Linked DNA regions of Mus musculus: region 2 is linked to region 1. Evidence: chromatin contacts called from public HiChIP or PLAC-seq data. All regions are on one chromosome and are shown on one strand. The core of a region is the stretch at or near the end of the contact, and the rest is flanking DNA. Distances in the headings are between cores, read along the strand shown.

Evidence for each region. HiChIP or PLAC-seq counts read pairs in DNA pulled down with a chosen protein or histone mark.
Region 2: a contact with region 1 is called in an H3K4me3 HiChIP or PLAC-seq map of embryonic basal ganglia, with 5 times the contacts expected there. The contact joins two enhancer-like sites. A contact is called at or near these places in 1 of 115 datasets of contacts at active chromatin or transcription factors (embryonic basal ganglia) and 1 of 9 other capture datasets (embryonic tail).

The regions. Positions count from the first base shown.
Region 1 is chr17:10,249,957-10,254,216 of GRCm38.p6, reverse strand. The region is part of intron 3 of Qk (quaking); the gene reads left to right. Among named protein-coding and RNA genes, the nearest start is that of Qk, 67 kb to the left of the region's middle. Within about 2 kb of position 2,491, at least 16 of the 459 cell types and tissues checked have an H3K27ac peak or open chromatin away from gene starts, as enhancers often do. A contact at or near this core is called in embryonic basal ganglia, where this site is marked.
Region 2 is chr17:10,743,976-10,748,609 of GRCm38.p6, reverse strand. All of the region lies in intron 2 of Pacrg (PARK2 co-regulated), which reads left to right. Among named protein-coding and RNA genes, the nearest start is that of Gm16169, 62 kb to the left of the region's middle. Within about 2 kb of position 3,354, at least 82 of the 459 cell types and tissues checked have an H3K27ac peak or open chromatin away from gene starts, as enhancers often do. A contact at or near this core is called in embryonic basal ganglia, where this site is marked.

The DNA.
Region 1 (4,260 bases), core at 1,242-3,741:
TCTATTTCCACTGATAACATCTTGTGTTGTTCAGGAGTGGCTTTTTCAGAGAAATCTGTATAGCAGATCTGGAAAATACATGCTTAGTAATTAGAATCTTTTTAACTTGGTATTTTGAAATAATTTTAAAAATTGAAAGAACTCTATGTCCATTGTTCACCTCATCTCTGGTGTGTATACAAGCCTTTTAAATTCTGGACCTGTTTTTTATTTCTTTTTGGGGGCACATATAAGAATAAGAAGTCTTTGCTGTCACGAGGTATAACTTGAGACAGAAAGTAAACAAGTGTGTGAACAACAGCATCTCAGATAGTTTGCCTTTTGGGAGATTGGTATTTGGTAGAGGTTCTTTAAATAAAGTCACCAAAGACTGGAAAAGGGACATTTAAATTTTAGTTGTTGTAAATTTGAGTTGTGGATTCACGTCAAGGGTGATGGTTGTTGTCCACAGTAGGCTCTAAGAATGAATGGATGTTTCCCTGGAGTTAAAGCAAGTGCAGAAACAGTCAGGTGACCATACAATGGAAGTGTCTGTGATATAGATTGATCAGTGTGGCTGGAAAAGAGAGGAAAGAGTGTGTGTGTGTGTGTGTGTGTGTGTGTGTGTGTGTGTGTGTTATATTATGGGGGTTGTGATAAACTGTTTGTTCTTAGTATTGCCTGTAGATAGCTTAGGGAGTTTGACTATTCTTGGGAGTAGAAGACTGATATTGTTGAATATAAATTTTAAAGAGTTCTTTGAAATAATAGAGAGTACATAACAGTTGAAGAAAGGGAATGGAGGTGTTAGGCTGTTGTAGATATTGAAGTAGGAGATGAAGTCTTGTTTCAGATTCATTTTATTTGAACACTTTGAGATTATTTCAACTTTTACTGGATTTCCAAATAGAGTATTGATCTCTAAATAGATAACTCAGTGTTTCTCTTGATTTTGTTACTTACTTGTGTTGTCTTTACAAAGGCTATATTCTCCAAGAGTAATCATTTATTTTTTGATTTCAGTGAATTGTGGGTATAATTGATACTTATTTTTTTCCTAAGGGTTTTTTTTTTTTTTGTTTTTTTTGTTTTTTTTTTGTTTGTTGTTTTGTTTTGGCTGAGGGTGGGGACTGGGTAGCTCACTGATAGAGCCTTTCCTAGAATTCATCAAACCCTGGGTGTAATGTCTCTTTCTCTGTCTCTGTCTTGCTCTGTCACACATACAGTTTTACTGTATAATTTTAGTCAGTTTCTTATTTTCTGAAGAGTAGGAGTGCCAGGTAAGTATAGAAGGAAGACTTAAATTACAATTTTAGATGGCTAGGCAGATAGCTCAATCAGTAAAGTGCTGGAGAATCTCAGCTCACTCCTTAGAATGCCCCTTATAGGAGGGAAATAACCAGGACATGGAGGCATACATTTATAAACCCAATCCTGGGAAGGTGGCAACAGGAGGATGCTTGGATCTCACTGACTACTCACTCTGCACTATTGACAGACCCCAGGTTGGTGAGAGACCGTGGCTGAAAATTCAAGGTACAACTGATACATCAGGAAAGATACCCAAAGTTGTCTTCTTGTGTACAAATGCATAGTGTGCACGCACCATCCACACATACGTGTTTTCACTAATGGAACAACTTACTTTAACTTAAAAAATGAGACAATGCAAAGCCAGCACTACTTTCAAGGGGCGTTCACATTAAGCAGAGTTGACATTTCAAAAATAAAAGTGAAATTATTAATTACCATGTGATAAGCAGAAAGGTAGAGATATTTTGTAGATAATATGAGTGAACATAATAATTTTCCAGCTCATGCATACATTTTCCTTTTTGATCTTCTCTCCATACTGCACGATTCTGTACATGATAATGTAATGTGAACTTACAAATTTTTAAATGGTTTTCAGACAAGTGACTAGATTATTTTGTAGTATATTATAGCATTTAATTAATTAATTAATTTATTTATTATTTTTGGCTCTGTATCTATGTGAACGGTATGTTTGTACCATGGGGTTGCCTGCCTGCCTGTGTGTATGTCTGTCATCTGTCAGTGGATAACTTTGGAGTTTGTTATTTTGTTCCATCTTTATTTGTGTTCTGTGATCCACGTTCAAGTTGGATCTTATGTGACAGGCACCTTTACCTGCTGAATTTTCTTGCTGGACCCAAATTTTAATGTGTTTTTTTTCTTTTAGTATATTATTTATTGGTATCATTTAAGGCAGGTTTGTGCTCTGTATGTCAGACTAGCCTGGAACTTACTAAATAGCTCTTGCTGGCCTCAAAGACAAACTATAAACATGAGCTAAAACAATAAGTCATAAAACTTGTAGTAAGTCGTATGTTATCCAACCTCAGTAAATTGGTGTTGAGGCTAGGGTATGTAGGCTCTTTTCTTGGGTAATTTTCCATGCTCTTGAATACACATTTAGGAAGTCACTAAAAGAGATGGCAGCTGCGTGTATTTGGGATGTTTATGACATTACCAGAGAGGGTGGGAGAGCTTGAAGCAGAGATGCTTTGAGACAATAGTTGGTTAATGAGTTTGCTTGTATGTACAAGAGAAAAGAATGGGCCTGATTGCTCACAATTTGAAGCCTGAAAATGTATTTTTCTGGATCTGTGTATTTGCATATCTAATTGCTATGTAATCAAAACTAAGTGAACTGTAGCTACTTCAAACTTTAAAATGAAAGGCAATCATCCTTATGGGGGGAGGGGACCCCTAACTTGCACGCTAGCCTGAATATTAGCATTATAGTCCTCTTGTGCTTAATTATAGGTGTCTGGCTGAGCAGTAAATGCCTGCTTGTGTAATGGAGAAGTGAGTGTGACTCTGACACACCAGTGGAGCTCTGCTGTGACAGAGCCTGGGCTTAGAAAGCCATTACTGTGTATCTGTTCTGTGCATTGGTGATACGGATGGTGCCAGAAGGACTGCTAATTGCTTGCTTTTTTTGATATGGAAAGCAGTGGTTCCACCAGTGACCTCACTACTAAAACTAAAGCTTGTATTAAGCAGCTAGAATATGCTTGGTTTTCTGGTGGAAAGAAACCCCACTCCCCAGCCTCAAGTTGTTTCCTGACAGCTTTGTTTTTTTGTTAGCCTTTTGGGGTTAAAATCTATTTACTATAACATGAGTCCTTTGGGTTATTGTAGCTTTTCCTTTTCACTGTATTATTAATTTGAGAGACAGTATATTCTTACATCCTTAAATGTCATTGAAAATTTTATAGCCACTAATTTCCAAGGTTTTCAGACTAATATAAGCTCTTTATATATTTCCTCATTGAACTTAGACATCTAACACAGGTTTAAAACATATTTAAGTTTCAATTAGTGTCAAACTAGCTAGTTCTTAGTCCCTGAGGAAAAGATGCATTCAGCCTGATACCAAAGTCTTCAAGACTCAAGGATTTGGGTTGAGCTAGAGGACTACTGAAACGCCTGTACCCTCTGCCCCAACACAACACAACACATCACTTTATACTTTTCCTTAATTCACTTAATTCTGTTTTGCCTTTTAAAAAGTTTATTCTAAGTTTGAGAATTTAGGATTAATAAACTGTTTTTAAAAAACTAATTGCTTTCCAATGTTTTTTCTCATTTTCAGGAAAAAGCATTTATTTTTGTAAAGTGTTAGTTGAAGTGGAGTTAACAGATACGTATCAGAAGATACTCTCATGAAGTTTTACCTTTTAAATTAAGATTTAATTTGTCGAGGCCAGACACAGTGACACACATACATATTTAATCCCAGCAATCTGGAGCCAGAGTCAGGTAGACCTCTGAGTTCAAGGCCAGCCTAGTCTATGTAGAGAGGCCCTGTCTCAAAACATAAAATAAAAACATACCATGTTAGTCTGTGTGATTTTTGTTCTTTTCAGTCAGCATTATTTTGTGAAAACCGCTTATGAGTGATCAACAATCAAATCCTGAGTGTGCTGGAGTTCTCTGCGACTTAGCTTGAGGTCATCTCCAGCTGTAGGAAATGCCATTGAACAAATGAAGAAAAATCAGACCCTTTATACATAATGTGGCTCATGATTTTTTTTAACAGTTACCGAGTTTCTGATCCATTTTCTGGTTTTTACTTGAGCTTTTTCTCTCTTCTCCTCTCTCCTCTCTTCTCTCTCCTCTTCTCTTCTTTTTTCCCGAGACAGGGTTTCTCTGTATAGCCCTGGCTGTCCTGGAGCTCACTATGTAGACCAGGCTGGCCTTGAACTCAGAAATCCACCTGCCTCTGCCTCCCAAGTGCTGGGATCAAAGGTG
Region 2 (4,634 bases), core at 2,105-4,604, 490 kb before region 1:
TCTGATAATTTAACTAGTTATAACTTAATTGGTAGATTTAGTGGTCACTTGTTATCTACAACTTAATTAATAGGTGTTTGTAGACTGGCATCATTTTATCACAACTTTGTCCAAAATGTTATTTTCTAAAGTCATATAGTTCTAAGAATCCATAACATTGAGTGTTCAGATTCACAAAGCAGCAGAATGAGCAGTTATATCCGGGCAAAAATATTTATGTCTCCTACTTTTAATTACTCTTTTATTTGAGGCTTTTACAGACAATGTATTTAAACTACTTCTATATATTGTATGATGTGTTCAAGTAAGATCGATGCTGGGGGTGGGCCTGTCCAGCAGCTTGGTCACATTGTATCTGCAGTCAGAAAGTAGAGAAGAAGAGGAATGCTGATGTTAGCTTGGGCTCATTCTACTCTCTCTCTCTCTCTCTCTCTCTCTCTCTCTCTCTCTCTCTCTCTCCCTCCCTCCCTCCCTCCCTCCCTCCGTCCCTCCCTCTCATCTCCTGTTTGTTTTAATTTATTGTTGGTTTGTTTTGCTCTTTTCTTCAGTCAGTGACTCTCTCTACCCATGGGATGGTGGCTATCCACATTTAGGAAGGCCTTTCCAGTTAAATCTTTTTGGGAACTTCCTCAGAGATACATTGCATGGGTTAAACACATTAGTGATTGAGTCACCAATAATGCAAGGGTGTCGAATTAGAAATCAAAACACTTTCCCTTGGAGTCAGTAAACCAGGGTGAGCCCCGATTTGAATTCTCCATTCCATGCTCAGTGCGTCTTCTGTCTGTTATATGAGTCTGAGTCTGAGTCTGAGCCTGATGAAAGATGGTCTTCTGAATCTGACCCTGTGTCTGTCAGTTGTGACTGTGTCTGTCCCTAACAAAGAGCTCTGCTCTCTCTTTTATTGATCAACACCAAAAGCATGACAGGGGGAGAGAATGGGATATTTTACAGACGTCTTTATAAAGGATTAAGTCACTGGCTCCAACTGACCCAGACAACAGGCAGTGCTATAAACATGACTGTTTATCAACTAATATCCATAAATGTTCTGCTCAACATTTATGGTGGATATTCATTTTAGAAGATTGCTTTCAACCTCCATATTTACTGCTTTCAGCAAATGACACTCATGTATTGTTCTGGGCCAGGAGTAGGGAAGAGTAAATAAATTAAGAATCAAGACCCTCTTGTATTTATGGTAATCTTGGCAGGATTGTTTCTGCCTTAAACTGTATATGTTTTTACATTTGTGTTACATGGTTTTTGCTGATTCTTTGAAGTAAGGGACCATTTTATTTCCAACCTCAAAACAATTAAGTTTTTGTTTTGTTCCTTTTTCTTTGCTTTAACTGTGCACAGTATCTTGCACATGTCGAGGATTTATTTAGTATATACAGAAGTGAATTATGTAAAAGCTCATTTCTTCTTGTGAAAAATCCAGGAGTGACTGATAATCTATTATGTTAGTAACAGACTCTTCCACCTACATAGTCTCAAAAAATAATTACAGTTCTCATGTTTGGACAGCCAGCAGAGCAGACCCACCCCCAGGAGCTAATATCTCCTCACATGGTCTTGTAAGAATTGACCACAATCCATCCATTTAATTACAAACATGCTGCCAATTAGCTCTGTGTCCCCAAGAGTTGTTGAATCTTTCAGTGTTTTAATTTTCTCCAGGATCTTTGTGGTTTGCACTGTCCATGTCTTTGGGAATAATAGCATCATTGTGACCACACCTACTGTGGCTGGAATAAGGCTTGGGCGAACCAAGGTCTATTAAAGCACCCCAACTAGCCACAGAGCCAGATGACAAGTGATAGCTGTACTGTAATTTTTAGTTTTGAAATTATTAGGAATAGTGGCTGCAGAGATGACTCGGGGGTTAAGAGCCCTGGCTGTCCTTCCAGAGGACCCAGGTTCTATTCCCAGCACCCACATGGCACCTCACAACTGTCTATAACTTCAGTTCCTGGGGATCAGACACCCTTATATCAGGCATCATGCATGCATACATACAAACATATAGACAGGCAAAACACCAATGTACATGAAATAAAAAAAAAATTTTAAGAAAAAATATTAGGAATGGTGGCCTCTGTCAGCCTTCAGTTTAAACTAATGTCATGGGCATTCTTGTGCTTTTCAGAGTGATTTAAGTATGATAAGTCTGTTTGAAATCACATATTATTCTATGAAAACAATATAGTAGCTTTAAACAAGAAAATAGCCTACAAATAGGGTAAGAACCCCACTAGAGAGACCATCAGGGGATATTCCGAAGAAGTCCTCATGTTCGTGAAAATGCATCTTATGGTGAGAGATTTGTGAAAATGTCTACAACTTCCAGGTTAACAAGGTGACCTCAGCACATCAGCATACTGAGTCCCTTCTTAGGAGAGTGTGACCCTGGCTCTGTTGGACTTACCAGGTTCATAATGTACACCTGGTAGGAGACATGATTCAGCATGTCAGATCTCTTCAATGACATGCCTTTGGTTGTCACTTCTAGTGACCCCAAAATGTATACCATACTGTACCAGGAATGGTCACAGTTTTACTCAGACCTTCAAATGTGATTATACATGCATGCATGCACGCATGCACTCTCACACACACACATTCGCGTACCTACGAACAGGAGACCACAGTTGAAATTCCAGTAGTTGATTCCTTCAGGTAGTCTTAGAGGGCTCACTTTGTCAGGATGATGCAGATCCTAAACTTGTAAGGTGGTCAGAAAATGATTAGGGTCACATTACAGCCCTTGAGCCTTCCCGTGGTAAAAATGCCCACAAAGAATTCAAACAGATATTTTATTAGCGGTGTATAATGTCTCTGAAACAAAAAAACAACAAGCAACAAAACAGGAAACAAATGCATTGAAGAACTGAAAGTTAGTCAAGGGCAAGACCATTCTGATGTGGTTTAACTGGTTTAAACGATTAGTTGACTTAACTTCATGAATCTCGAAATCAATATATTTTAGTAAACTAGAGTCATCTTTAATTTTCTGTGCGGAGCACACAGCATTTTAAGCAACCCTTCATGTCTGACATTTTGGCATACTTCTACTGGTCCAAACCGTTTTCTCTCAAAGACTCCATACTGCCATGAAGGCATTCCTATTTTATGTCTCCATTTTTGGCTGAAAATCCTTGTGGCTGATCTCAGCCTGTTTCCCTAGGTCTTCCCTTAAGAGTTGAGGGGATTAGAGCGTGAGGAGAACAGGAAGAGAGGAGCTTGCCAGTAGGTGGCTCACTTTGAATGTGCTTGGGATGGGATCAGAAATGTCACCCCTCCTCCACTAAGCCTTTGCTTTCTATCCCTGCTGCTTGGAGCCTTTTTCTGTAATGCCTGAGTCATTTGCAGGGGGGTGAAGAGGGGAAGAAAGAGAAGAAAGCCAGCATGCACCAGCCTCCTCAGAGCGTAAGAATAGCATGGCCCCATCTCATTCTGAGTGGTCCCCAAGTGGAGCCTGAACCGAATTCTCTTCTCCACACACAATTGCTTGTTCTTTTGTTCCTTGTGTCCTTAGCAAAGACTGAAAGAACTAAGCCTGTAATACTTGGGCCCTCCTGTGTCACTTAAGGAATAATAGGCCATTGTCTTCATTAAGCCACCCTTGTTTTAGCAAATAGAATCCAGAGCCTGGAGGGAGAACATTTTGAAGGGGGCAGAATCAGAGGAGAGAGGCTTCACTGGATTCCCTAGAGAAACTGTTTTGTTTCTCCTGCTTTATTGCTCCTCACTGAGAAGATTCATATTCAAATGGGCTGAGTCTGTGAATAGTTGCTTGCACATTCTCATGCACCCAGGAAGGCTATGATTATGGCTAATTACAGCGCAGAATGAAACCCTAACAAGAGTGCTCAATCAGATTGTTGTTCATGCATGAAGTAAGTAAGGCTGGCCAATGGAGGTGTGATTCTGGTAATTACAAACATTGTGGCTATTTGAAAAATGCTTAGTAAATCTGTTCAGGACAAAATAAGTTCTAATTAATCACTTTAGACTCTGATTTCTCCAGACGATTCATGTGCACTTTAAAAAAAAGTTTAAGGTCCCCTCAATAAACCAAATCTAAATATAAAATATGCTCATTGTCCACACTTTGTTGGAGGAATGGAACTATGCCGCCTGCCCCATTCCTGTCTTTTCTGGCCATCATATCGAACTTGCCTTTTATGCAACTCGACAGACGGTTCTTTAAAAATAAATGTGTACATATTCTTGTTATTATCTGGCAAACCAAATGATTTATGAAAAATTACTGGAAAACATCAACTGTTAATTTAAACATCCAGATCGATTTAATAATTGTGCTGATGTGTCTAAGAATATTCAGTAGACTGTGGCCCTGGATTATAATACCCAAGGATGTTACAGGCTGAAGAAATGTTATCTTCTCCTAATCCATCACGAGGAACAGGACTGAGGCCGCAATAGCAACAAAGAAATGCCTAGCGAGAACTTTGTGACACAGGCATCCTTCAGAAATAAACTAGGTAGCACGCTCATCTGTGTAGTTCAGACAGTGCACTAGGAAACTTAACAAAGTCGTGTGAGAGCGTTCTCCTCAGAGTTCCTGTATTGCTTTCCTTCCTTCCTGTCATGTGAGGCTCCATCGA